3 separate regions of the Mus musculus genome follow, and regions 1 and 2 are each linked to region 3. Evidence: chromatin contacts called from public Hi-C and HiChIP or PLAC-seq data. All regions are on one chromosome and are shown on one strand. Each heading gives the region's core, a stretch centred on a gene start, on an enhancer-like site or on the middle of the called end of the contact. The rest is flanking DNA. Distances are from core to core; before and after follow the strand shown. Region 1 has its middle 21 kb from the start of 1300002E11Rik. Region 2 overlaps Ehhadh (enoyl-Coenzyme A, hydratase/3-hydroxyacyl Coenzyme A dehydrogenase). Region 3 holds the start of Senp2 (SUMO/sentrin specific peptidase 2).

The links. Hi-C and Micro-C count contacts between places; a contact is called where the count stands out from the background. HiChIP or PLAC-seq counts read pairs in DNA pulled down with a chosen protein or histone mark.
Region 1: an H3K4me3 HiChIP or PLAC-seq map of the SCID.adh cell line shows a contact between it and region 3, with 15 read pairs. The contact joins the enhancer-like site here to the promoter of Senp2 in region 3. A contact is called at or near these places in 20 of 39 promoter capture datasets (the C10 cell line, the HPC-7 cell line, the SN4741 cell line and 11 more), 1 of 15 datasets of contacts at CTCF or cohesin (the NIH/3T3 cell line), 9 of 484 Hi-C or Micro-C datasets (the G1E-ER4 cell line, the HL-1 cell line, embryonic stem cells and 2 more), 16 of 115 datasets of contacts at active chromatin or transcription factors (the SCID.adh cell line, bone marrow-derived macrophages, embryonic basal ganglia and 7 more) and 4 of 9 other capture datasets (adipose tissue, embryonic stem cells, liver and 1 more).
Region 2: a contact with region 3 is called in a Hi-C map of the G1E-ER4 cell line, with 2.4 times the contacts expected there. The contact joins the enhancer-like site here to the promoter of Senp2 in region 3. A contact is called at or near these places in 18 of 39 promoter capture datasets (the 3T3-L1 cell line, 3T3-L1-derived adipocytes, the C10 cell line and 11 more), 27 of 484 Hi-C or Micro-C datasets (CD4 T cells, CD8 T cells, the G1E-ER4 cell line and 9 more), 16 of 115 datasets of contacts at active chromatin or transcription factors (the SCID.adh cell line, bone marrow-derived macrophages, embryonic midbrain and 7 more) and 5 of 9 other capture datasets (adipose tissue, embryonic stem cells, liver and 2 more).

Annotation. Positions count from the first base shown.
Region 1 is chr16:21,813,156-21,817,174 of GRCm38.p6, reverse strand. No RefSeq gene overlaps it. Among named protein-coding and RNA genes, the nearest start is that of 1300002E11Rik, 21 kb to the right of the region's middle. Within about 2 kb of position 2,039, at least 65 of the 459 cell types and tissues checked have an H3K27ac peak or open chromatin away from gene starts, as enhancers often do. A contact at or near this core is called in the SCID.adh cell line, adipose tissue, bone marrow-derived macrophages and 3 more, where this site is marked.
Region 2 is chr16:21,776,921-21,781,210 of GRCm38.p6, reverse strand. It overlaps Ehhadh (enoyl-Coenzyme A, hydratase/3-hydroxyacyl Coenzyme A dehydrogenase), which reads left to right. Exons shown (of 7, transcript NM_023737.3): 2 at 3,309-3,412. Among named protein-coding and RNA genes, the nearest start is that of Ehhadh, 8.8 kb to the left of the region's middle. Within about 2 kb of position 2,545, at least 22 of the 459 cell types and tissues checked have an H3K27ac peak or open chromatin away from gene starts, as enhancers often do. A contact at or near this core is called in the G1E-ER4 cell line, adipose tissue and extraembryonic endoderm stem cells, where this site is marked.
Region 3 is chr16:22,006,680-22,011,014 of GRCm38.p6, reverse strand. It overlaps Senp2 (SUMO/sentrin specific peptidase 2), which reads right to left and starts at 1,531. Exons shown (of 17, transcript NM_029457.3): 1 at 1,273-1,531. The coding sequence starts at 1,373.

The DNA of each region.
Region 1 (4,019 bases), core at 790-3,289, 190 kb after region 3:
CTGTCTTACCATGCGTTTTTTGAAGTACTGGCATATTAAACAGAAATTACTGAATGCTGTTGTTTAGGGGCTAAGCTCCGCTATTGGGATCCAACATGCAAGGCTAAAAATTGAAATGGTGTCATCCATTTCAACCCAGCAAAGTTTGAAACGGAGCCATTTCTCTGACCTGAAGAATCAGGATTTGTGAGCCAAACTTCCCCAAGTAGGTCAGCTATAACCGTAGGATTACAGCTTCCTCTATCGGTCCCTGCGGCTCCCGGGAAGAGGGATCCTGATATAAACAGGAATGTTTCTGATCTTCCATCTCCTGTCCCTTCTTTCAAGGAAATGACCCACCTTCTTCCTTCAAGATTTATTTTATGAATGAGTATTCTATCTGCATGTACCCCTGCATGCCAGAAGAGGGCATCCGATCACGTTATAGATGGTTGTGAGCCACCATGTGAGTACTGGGAATTGAACTCTGGACCTCGGGAAAAGCAGATAATCCCCTTAACTGCTGAGCTATTTCTCTATCCCCTGCTACTTTCTTTTCTTTCCCTTGAGACAGGGTTTCTCTGTGCAGCCCTGGCTGTCTTGGAACTCTGCAGGCCAGGCTGGCCTTGAACTCAGAAATTTGCCTGCCTCTGCCTCCTAAGTGCTGGGATTAAATGTGTGCTCCACCACTGCCCGGCTAACTTGTCAATTCTTTCTTCCAGTCCTTTTCTGTCTCTAAAACTTGTGCTCAGATCCTCAGAATATGTGTTCTATGTCATGGAATGAAGTGTCCAGACTCTTAACTGTGACTGTGCTTTGTCAGGCATGACATCGCACTAACTGCTGGCTGTCTTGACGACCAGCTGTCTTTCTTGCTCAGGTTCTCAGTGGTCCTACTGCCTCCAGTTTACTGACGAACAATGGATGGGGTACTAACTCCACAAGCACAGGCAACTCTGATCTTTCAAATAAAGGTAAGATTAACAAAGGAATAATTGGGACAGAGAAGAAAAAAAATAGGTAATCAAATCATCTTCTCTCCAAGGTTTTTTATCTCTATGTCTACTCACCTATTCTCAGCTTCTTGGTTAAAAATAAAATAAAATTTGAAATTCAAAATGTGTAATTGTTTCCTAAAATCCTTGCAGTCTTCAGCGGTAGACATATTTTATGTCAGTGAGCTGGCCAATGGCTGGTAACCTTAGGAAACCCAATGGGAGCCCAGCACCACCAAGACTGAGGGGCAGCATCAGATGCTGGGTGGACACGGGGACCTAAGAGTTAAATAAAGCAACATGGCAGTTAATCAGCTGGGTAATGAAGCGCTCACAAAAGCCCAAAGGAGCATCTGGCAGCTCAGCCACGGCCATTCCTGGAGAGCAGAGCCCTCACCCATCTCACGTGCCCTGCTCTGTCCCTCTCCATCGTTTCCTGCTAATTCCCTTTACGGTCAGCCATCCATAGGTAAGTTCCTGGTTCTGTGTGAACCCTAGCAAACCTAATGGATCCGAGGAGGGATCTGTGGCAATGACAAGCTGCAGCTGCTCGGCTGAGCAATCTGGAGCTGGCAGCTGTATCTGAAATATATGATGCTGGTCTCTATGAGCTGAGACCGCAGACACTTTCACACGGATGTAAAAAGCATTTTATTTCCCCTGATACGTGTCCTTTTCCAGGGCCAGCCCAGCTATGCTCACCTGAGTCATACCCAATTTATAGTGTAACACACATCTGAAGGGCTCACTTTCTTGTAGGACTGCATATTTGGATGCCATAGAGCTCCACAGGCAGCCAGGCACCTGACATGTAGCTGAGTGTACACTTCCCAGCACGGCTGGAAATGTAAAATACATAGTTTCTTCCTTGTGGGGAGAAGGGAAAAGAAGAAAGTATGTCTAACTTCCCGTCTTTTCAGAAGCTTTAAGTGACTGTTTCTATCAAGCCTGACTTGGAAGTGCTGAGATAATGTGGGATTTTTGGATGCCTGGATAGTGCTGAGTATGCAGTACCAAGAATAGACACCAGAGGGAGGAAGAAGCCCTTACAAGTTCCTGGAAAAGTGTTCCAATTATGGAATTACATAAACCCACAGTCCAGAGACCACGCACCCATAAAAGACTTGAGAGGTTCAACTATCTCGGCTGATGGGTGAATATCCACTCTGTATGAATCTAGTCCGTAAATGACTGGGAGAAGAGGCTGCAGGTCTATTCTCTTGGTACGTCTAACAGGAAACAAATACGAGGAACTGTCACAGGAAGCACAGAAATGAAACCTACCCAGACATGGCAGCTCCCTTGTGTAAACTCAACAAGTGGGCAAGCTCAGGCAGGACTGCCATAAGCACGAAGCCAGCCTGGTCTACAGAGTAAGACTTTGTGCAAACCAAAACTAACAACGAAACAAACAATCCGGGTATACACCAAAGCTGAAGAATTCAGAGAAAGAACAGAAAGAAATTGTATTAAAGAAACTGAAGGCACTGTAAGACACAACACAAATAGCCAGTGAAATCACAGAAGTAATACAGGAACAAGAGAATACCAACAGGGTGTCAGAAATCACATAAAAGAACCAAAGGAAAAAAATACACAACTGGAGAACTCAGTAACTGAGCTGAAAAACTCAATGGGTTTTCAACATTACATTTGATCAAATAACTCAGTAAACTCGAAGACAGACGATTTAAGATCATGAAGTAGAAGGGACAGAAGGAAACGTGACAGTCGAGGGCCTGAGACACTGTTAAGATGGCCAACACACACAGAGTTACAGTGTAAGAGAGGGACAGTGTAAGGTGGCAGACATCGCTCACGTCCCCAGTCCTGCTGACTGAGTGAAGGGAAGCAGGCCTCTACATCCTCATTACCTCTCTATTTACCGCGTATGAAGAGGTATGTATGTGCTATGATACACATGTGACAATATTACAGAACAACTCTCCTCCACCTAGGTTCTGGGGACTGATTGCGTTATAAGGCTTTGCAGCCAGAACCTTTACCCACTGAGCTATCTCGCCGCCCCTGCATATCTAAATTTAATGAGGTCAAAGTGTTCTGACTAATGAGCCCAAAGAAGTCCACAGAAAGAAATATAACTGAACTGTCAAAAGTCAAAGAAAAACTTGTGTCAAGAGAAAATCAATCTGTCACATACACAAGAGCTCCTAAACATGGTCAGTGGATTTCCCTGCAGAAGCTTTATAGACCAGAGGCACCGGAAAGATGAACCCAAAAGCGCTATAGCAAGCAGAACCTTCCTAGATAAAGCCTACACACGGTGGGGGAAGGGAGGCTAAGGGGTTATACAGTAGGCTAACCTAGACTTCACTAAGAAAGTGACTTGAGTCAAGGCCTGAAAGAGTAAAGGAAGTGGCATGTGGAATGAGGGAGGGACATCCCAAGAACAGGAAACAACACCAAAGGGGTCTCTCCAAACACAAAGCAGGGACAGCAGCAGAAGCAAGTGAATCAGGACAGAGAAGAAGTCGCATTGAAGAGGTAAAGGGGACACCCCACCCCCATTCCAGGGAGTGACATCATGGCTTTCGTTCAGCAGGACATGCAGTTGCCTAGGGAGATGCGTGGAGGCTGATGCACTCAGAGTTGACTCCATGGGACAATCTAAGGCATTAGGTTGCAAGGGTAACTCCAGGCTGGAGAACTGGAAAGCCCGGAATTGTATGCTAGTGAGCTGGGGAAACAAGAGAATTTTGACAGGAGCAAAGATCAGGAGTTTGAGTGGGTTAAAAGTTTGAGATGCACGTTAGACAGAGAGTGTGCAGAATTGATCTCATCACTGACCTTCCTAGATATGTCCTTCAGCTGGTGTTGTTTGTCTGACCTTTCTCCTCTGACTGTTCACACTAGTGTCTGCTGTGCAGTCGCACACACAAGCCTAGGGAGAGGTGCAGGCTGAAGACAAGTCAGAATTATAGAGCCATCAAATTGAAGAGAAAGGATTATAAATTTTTGAGAGATGGAGACAGAAGACAAAGAGAGAAGAACACACAAGGATTGAGTTCTAGGGTACCCCAACAT
Region 2 (4,290 bases), core at 1,296-3,795, 230 kb after region 3:
TATTTCTAGTTTTTGAGCTTTCAATGTTACCAAACACATCCATGAGAAGAAATGTGTGGTCGGGATAGGAAAAGCCAGTCTCTCCTCAGGCCACCGAGTGAGGTGATTTTGGTTGAGCCCAATCTTTCATTGTTGTCTGAGGGTTTGCTGGTGCTGTTTGCTTTGGAGTTTTGAAACAAGATTTCACCCTGTAATGCAGACTGGGCCTGAACTTCTGGCAATCCTCTTGCCTCCAGCATCCAAGCACTGGGATTACAGATGTGAGCCACCACTGGCTGCCGTTCTTTACCCAGAAGTAAACTGCAGTGACCTTCTGTATCCTGTCAGCCAAGACAGGTTTTAAAGAATGTGAGTCCACTCGGGTGCCTGAGGCCTGAAACACAGCAGCGTTCCACCCATTCTGCACAATTACCTTCCTAAGATTCTCTCTGGGAAATCTGAGAAATCTGGGGTCTTAGGTGGCATTGTCTAAGTCTTCCCCACAGCAGGCCTTCTGGGTGGCGATTTCCGTAGTCTAGAACGGGCCCCAGAATGGTGCCCATATCCACTGCACATGCCTTGTAATGTCATGACTTATAATCTGTTTTCCTGATCAGATTTCATTTCTAATTAACCAGTCAAAAGCAAAAGGTTAAAAGATAGAAAGTAACTAGGGACAGGTAGTTGTTATGCAGAGGGAAAGTGGCTCCCTTGTCCCCGATGTGCTTCCTTGTTCTGTTCTAAGGAGGTTGTCACCAATTTATGAGGTCAGCTTGTTCACCAAGTGAGTATGGTCCCAGTTTTTCCCTTGTTTTATTCTTTTGTTCTTTCTCCCTTTTAATTTTTAGTGGGAAATTATCTTTCTAGCTCATCGAGTCTTTTTTTTTTTTTCTTTTCTTTTTTTTTAAAGAGCAGGTCTCAGTCTGTATAGCCCTGGCTGGCCTCGAGCTCATAGAGATTCACTTTTTTTGCCTCCCAAGTGCTGAGATTAAAGGTGAGAGCCACCATGATTGCCTACCGAATAATTCTTCTCCTTTCTCCCCAAAACTATTATAAACCCTTAAACATCTCTAAAACTGCCACCCTGTGGAAGACAGACATGGTGCATTCTACCCGAGCTACAGACACATGCATACAAAAAGCACAGCTGAAAAGCATGCTTCTTGAACTCAAAACCCAGCCTCATCTGGTCTGCGGGTTTTATTTTCTTATTTGTTAACTTCTTTTTGAAAATTGCACAAATTTGGTTTAGTAAACTTTAGATGTTTCCTGATCGTTTTGGTTGTTTGTTTTTGTTTTTAATAATTCCAAAGATGGAAAAGGCTCACATAGTAAAACAGAGCTTGGGTCACATGTCTTCCTAGCATCTCTCTTTCCTGAGAGAGCACTTAGGTACCCTCATCCGGCCCAGTCAAGCCTCTGATTGGTAGCCATTTTTCTGTTTGTGAGTTTTCAAAAGAAACAAAAATGTATATAAAAGAAGAGGAAATGGTTGCCATATAAACTCCCAGCCCTTTCCCCAGTGGATCCCAGGAGAGGGAAATCCAGAAGGAGACAGTTTGGCAGTGGGGTCCCTTCCTACCATTTGCCCATAGAGAGAAAATAGTGTTCTGTCCACAACAGTTGAGTTCCCAATGAGGATGAGACCTTGTCTTGTGTCTTTTTGTCGTCATTGTCAAGCAGTGCACTGTGAGCTGTGCAGTGTGCATGTGTTCTGGTTTGTTGTAAGTGGTTTGGGAATGAAGATTTGTATGGGTTGTGTGAGAGTACTGCAGTGGTTTATCTGCCAGACTTGAATGTGTGAGGTGCTTTGTTAGGCTGGGGGCATGGTTTCCCAGAAGCAAGTCTACCCAGATGGACAACTCCTCAGCCTTTTGGACTTCTCGGTATTACTTAATGGTTCAGATTCTGCTTATTCCATTTCCTAGTAAGGAATTAGGCGTGGGAGGTTCTGTTTAGTTGTGTGTCGCTAAAAAGTAACTGGGTGAAAGGTAATTATTGTTCCTCAGGGCAAGTATCTCTTGTAGCCTGTGGGCCTTTGTCTTGTTATCATAGCACCGCTTCTGTAACAGTTTACTTTTTCCGCACAAGAGGGAAGTTTCTGCTCAGAATACAGAGAATCTCAAGCAAAAAAGGGTTGGAGCTTGCTGCTGTCTTCCGTGCAGCTGACAGCCCATGATTTAGGTTCACCTCCTTCACCATCCTAATCCACTTGGCAAATTCTCTCTTTCCCTTGCGACAAACTCTCCTGAATGGGATCACTGAACATTCCCTACTCCTTGAATGGAGACGGACCTGGCTCCAGTTCCTGTTCCTCTAAGACAGTTCCCGTCCGTGGCTTTAGCTGTACTTTCTATAGCTGCTCCCTCATATACTGAACCTGGGTAGAGCATCTACTGTAGGTCTTGCTCAATGTTTCTTTGCCCTTGCCTTTCCCTCCTGAATTAATTAGTGTGGAATTTGGCTTCCACAGGCAGAAAACTTTCAAAGACAGTGAATTAAACAAAGACTAGTGACTTCTCTCACTGTAGTCCAGAATGGCTGCTCCACAGCCCTCAGTGTCTGTCCTGCAGTCCTCCGTATCTACCTCTTGGTACAAGAAGAATACTTCTGTCCAGCCACCTCACCTGTACTTTTGCCAAGAGTAGGGAGGAAAGAAAAGTAGGAAATCTTGTCCACTGTTTTCCAGAAATCTTCCTTAATGTTGCAGGTATCAAGAGAACTTAGTGGCGTGGGCGGACTGTGCTGCAAAGCATGCTGGGAAATGTAGTCTTTGCTTTGGGCCACCATGGATCCAGCTAAGAAGCAGGTTTTAGAAGAAGGTGAAGGGGAAGGGATGTTTGAAATAACTAGCACCCCTGCCACATGTCCTAGACAGGTTCTCCTTTATCTTTTCTGTTCTAAAAGCATGATAAATTGAAGGAAAATTTGTCCCTTCCAAACTTCTGTGCTGCCTGCCTTCTTTGTGCCTTTACCGCCACACTCAGATCTTACACTTTACACAGCAGTTGCATGTTTATACCTATCAGATAACTCTGTACTTGCGATGTCATGTATAACACGTTTAGAACTGGTTACTAACTTTTCATGATCAAACTTAGAGCACAAGGGAGGAAACTAATAATGCTTTTAAAGTGGAATTATTTTATCAGCCCTGCGCTTAATTGACAGTAGATATTTTATTTCTTTAACAAATAGTGAAAATTCTGTGGTAAAAATCTGTATTTTTTTTTATCCACCATAACTGTTCAGTGGTTCATTAGTAAAGAAATAATAGGGTAGAGATTTAATTTTGCTTAATTTGCTGTATAAAAATTTTTTTCTTTTAGTCCAACTGTAATCACAGAAGTAAGGAATGGACTCCAGAAAGCTAGTTTGGACCATACGGTTAGAGCCATAGTGATCTGTGGAGCAAATGACAACTTCTGTGCAGGTAATTAAGTGTCTAGATCTTTCCCATTACCTCTAGAATTATACCCAGATAATGCCCAGCAGTACATCGGCTATCCCTTTGGGTAGTGACTAGGGACACTAGAGTGGAGGTGAAAAGCATCATGGGTGATGGGACCCAGACAGGACTGGGTGGCCTTTGAAGAACATTTCATTCTAGTCTTGATGGCTGATAGCTGCTGCCTGCCACAAACATGCTGATGTGTGTCTGCTTTACATATGTCCCTTCTATCCTGCGTGAGCTTGGGCCAGTCTCTGTCATCCTTACGTCATTGTCTCTGCCTATAGAGCAGGGTCCATGATTTCTAGCTGACGAAGGCTGTGTGAGGTTAAGTGAGATGCCTTAGCTGACTATCCTTGTACAGTGTCTGTACTCAGAACCTGTTCGGGAAGCATGACTGTTTATTCAGAGTCTGGAAATAAAGCCCATTTTCCTTCAGACAGCCCCTACCCCCAGTGACCATAGCACTGTTTCTCTGGGTCTACCTGACAAGGCACAGCACAAATATCTGAAGTGATGACTCCTCTGGTGTAGTCCACACACAGCACCTCTTTCTTTCCCTGCCCCAAGAATGAATGCATTGCACCCTTTGACAGAAGTCACATGGGAATGAGGGCCCAATACCAGAGGTCTTCAGTATTTGTAAATGGTGGCCTGAGAGTACACCAGTTCTGGGGTGAGGATAAAAAAAAAAAACCAATATAAAAACACTGGCCATAAAATCACTGCTTACATTGCCTGCTCAGCACTGTAGAGATGATCCAGTAACCAAAACCAAAGCAATATGTTTTTATACACATTTTAATGCTCAGCAAGTCCAGATGAGAATGGTTGAGGAAGAGACAGATTAAATTAATACC
Region 3 (4,335 bases), core at 282-2,781:
CAGACAAGCACACCGCCCCTAAGGCACAGCTCTAGTTCCTAGAAAAAAGTATCTTTTAAGACACCAGCCCCCGAGCCGGGCATGGTGGCACACACCTTTAATCCCAGCACTCGGGAGGCAGAGGCAGGCCGATTTCTGAGTTCGAGGCCAGCCTGGTCTACAGAGTGAGTTCCAGGACAGCCAGGGCTGCACAGAGAAACCCTGTCTCAAAAAACAAAAGAACAAAACAAAACAAAATAACCCACGAGCCCCCGAATGTAGTAAAGAACAGAAAGCAGCTAGAAGTCAAGGCTGGCCAGGACACATCCACACTCAGGTTTGGGTCGGCATACTGCTGACTCCGAGGGACTATGAATGAAAATGTGAGGCGATCACCAGTCCCTGTTCGATAAATATGCAGTTTCATTGTGCACCAGATCCAGTTGGGGGAGAATAAACTATTCTTACATAAGCATCAGTTTGAGAACTTTATAACATCTTAACCGATTCTTATCTGAACCCCATGGAACTGTAGAAGCCATGGGACTACATGCTACAGTTTAGCGAACAACCAGTTTCACCAATGACCTACATTCCTGGAGTCATCTATGAATCATTTTGATCTACTTCCCCTAATCCAATCTTTTGTCCACTTCTCTTGACCTGGAAACAAAAATAATCACCATCATCATAATAATAAGTGAAGTAGACATAGCAGAGGAAGGAAAGGGAGGGAGAATGTAAGAGTGGGAGACAGGGGGGAGTATAGAAGTTGTAGAATATTTTGTTTTCTAGATAAACCCTTAAAAGGGAAGACACTGTAAAGTAAATAAAGGAGTAGATGCTAAGTACTAATATTTGTCATTTCCTTCTAATTTTAACCGAATCTTACAAGAGTGCGGTACGTAAATACTTTCTGCCTCTTACAAGGATGTTAAAGAACAGGACCATTCCCTTCCCCTGCAGCCCAACACACACACCCCGACAGTTGCTGTCGAACAAGACAACTGCTGTTCCTCGGTGCGAAGACAACAGCACTCGCAGTCAAACGACTACGGGCAAACTCCTAACCTAGTGACTCGCTCCTGCGCTGTCCGCCCGCGACGACACCGGGCGACAGGAGCCGTATCCGGCGAGCAGCACATCGCCGGCCTCCCGTTCCCCTTCCGCTCGCAGCTAGAGGGACGGACTCTCCCCAGGCCTCCGCGGTCCCGTAGTCGCCGGTTCCCACAGGCCCGCGGCGCCCAACGCCAGCGCGGGGGAGGGGACCCGACCGGCGCGCGGCCACCTTACCTGCTGGAGCGCCGCCTCTTGAGTAGGGCGCGGGCCCCGGGCGCGGGCCGCTCACACAAGCGAAGAATGGTGCCGAGAACCTTAGCCAGCCATCTGTACATTCCAGGCCTGAGCAGCAGCGGCGGCCGACACACCCCGAGACGCGAACCCCAGAGCTGTCGCCGCCGCCGCCGCCGCCGCCGCCGCCGTCGCCGCTGCCGCTGCCGCTGCCGCTGCCGCCTTCGCCGCTTCAGCCGTAGCCAGGATCAGGCGCGGACTTGTGACGCCATCAGAGGGCCCACAGATTTAACGTTCCCCGGGCTAGGGGAGGACTCTCTAGAAGCCGTTGACGTCACCTTCTTCCGCCCAACGGGAAAGCGGCCTCCGGAGTCTGAGCATGCGCAGTCTGGGCCTGCTCCTTGTAAGCCTAGCAACAGGAAGCGGGACGGGGAGAGCGGGCTCTTGCGCGGGTCTGACTGGCAGACCGAAGGGCGGGGCTTTCTCTTTGGCAGAGCCAGTCAGGAGTCGATCTCGGGACAAGGCCCACAGACCCAAACCACGTGTATCGATGCTGGGCCGGGAGAGCTACCCAAGCAACCCGACAGTGGAGGGTTCTGTAAAAGAATGCGCAGGGTGGAAAATAGGTCAGGTTAGTTAATGAGTATGTAAGGGTTTGCGCTTTATTTTGTATATACATTGGTCTAATACTTTACCCGGATTGCCGTCATGTTTACAGCAACCGGACACAGTGGGGAATTTTAGGAATGTCATAAAAACCAAAGGTATATAGCAATTAAACCATGTGCCTAAGAAAATGGAGCTAACCACTAGCATTTGAGCCAGTCTAACTATTAGGGCTCATTCCGCACGCATACGTGCAAGTTTACTGGGAGAGACATTTTCATAGATACTTATAAATTAGAATACAAGGTCACCTGCTTATGTGATAAATGATTGTAATGCGCAATGGAACTAGAGAAAGTTAAACCAGATGCTGGGGAGTGAGTAGGGCAGACGGACACGACTTCTTAGGAAAAGCTTCCGAGAAACAGGGACTGAATGATTCCTGTGGCCTTTTCTAATCAGCTTGTCTCTTCCCCTCAGCTGTCAGGTAGCAATCAATTCTCATTATCCTCTCTGGGAATGTATACACTTTTCTTTTCTTCTCTTCTCTTCTCTTCTCTTCTCTTCTCTTCTCTTCTCTTCTCTTCTTTCTTTCTTCCTTTTTGTTGTTTTGTTGTTGTTGTTGTTGTTGTTTTTTGAGACAGAGTTTCTCTGTATAGCCCTGACTGTCCTGGAACTCACTTTGTAGACCAGGCTGGCCTCGAACTCAGAAATCTGCCTGCCTCTGCCTCCCGAGTGCTGGGATTAAAGGAAAACCATTAGAAATAAATGTCTAAATAATATCTCCTATGGACTTAAGCATAATGTCTGGGAGTGCAGTCCCTTGAAGTATTAAAAACAGTCTCAAAGCCGGGCGGTGGTGGCACATGACTTTAATCCCAGCACTTGGGAGGCAGAGGCAGGCAGATTTCTGAGTTCAAGGGCCAGCCTGGTCTACAGACTGAGTTCCAGGACAGTCAGGGCTACACAGAGAAACCCTGTCTCAAAAAACAAAAACCCAAAAAACAAAAACAAAAACAGTCACTGCTGGGCATAGTGGCACATGCCTTTAATGCCGGCACTTGGGAGGTAGAGATAGGTGGATCTCTGTGAATTAGAGGCCAGCCTGGTCTACGCAATTAGTTCCAGAATAACCAGAACTAAGTAGAAAGACCTTCTCATAAACAAACAAAACAACAACAACAAAAACCAGGCTCTATCTTTCCTATTGGGTGTATAAGGCCATATGCTAATGAAAATTACCTGCCTAATGCACACACCGGGGCATTGAGGATCTACCTGGTCCTCAGATGTGAGCTCTCAACTACTGGTCCAGCACTATGCCTTCCTGCTGACATGCTCCCTGCTATGATGGTCATGAGAATTAGACAAGGAGAGGCAAGTGGTTAGAGCAGGTGAAGCAGAGGCAGCTGAATGGGTGGTAGTTGAACTGGTCAGCGCGCTGGCTCTCCCTTTTCACACCACAGGGTGAGGTCCCTCTCTAGCATTGCTCCAGCTAGCCCACCCAATGTTGTTATCTGCAGGAGGCAGGCTCATTTCTCCTCCTCTCCCCCAGGACAGCTCACCCAGACCCAAACCTCCAATGTGCCCAGCCAAGATTCGGAGTCTGCTCTCCAAGGTGCTGTAGCCTGTGAGGACCTGGCCAGCTCTCCCACTCATGTAGGGTGCCTTTGCCAATAGGGCCAGCTCCTTTGTGCTGCCCAGGCAAGCAAGATACAGGGCCCATTTGCCAAGGTGCTATAGTAGGGAGGGACAGGGCCACCCTCTCTCATGACCTCAGGGCCAGTTCTCTAGACTGCCACGGGTTTAGGGGGTGAGGGAGGGGAGGGCACCACTTTCATACCTAGGAATCTATAGTAAAGTTCTCTCCAAACTCACCTTTTGTGGTACGTGAACTTCACACTTGGAATTTATGAGATGGGAACCTGAAAGTCACTGGCCCATAGTGGTTGTGGTGATGATCATGTTTTAGGACCCAACCTCCCCAAGAAAGATCATGTTGTTTCCCAAGACACCCCAGTATCACTGTGCTAATCCCACAATAGCTAGGAAATAGAAACAACCTAGGTGTCCGTCACCTGAAAGTAGATAAGGGAAATGGGATACATATTCACAATGGAACATTGCTCATCTGTAAAGACAAACAAAATGAGGAAATTTTCAGGTAAATGGGGAGAGCTGGAAAAAATTATACTGAGTGAGGTCACGGAGGCACATAAGACAAATGCCAAATTTTTCTCATGTGGATCCAAGTTTCTAATCCTGTTTTGTATGTTTAACTTGAGTATGGTGGAAGACAGAAAACTAGAATGAGCTACTGGGGAGTGAAGAATTACGGAGAGAGAATAGTCAAGCATAGGTAAAAGATATATTTTAAAAATGTAGGTAAAAGAGGGGGGTGCTGCGGAGGGGGAGGGCAGAGATTCAAGCATGGAGGGGGTGGGAGCTGGATAAATGAAA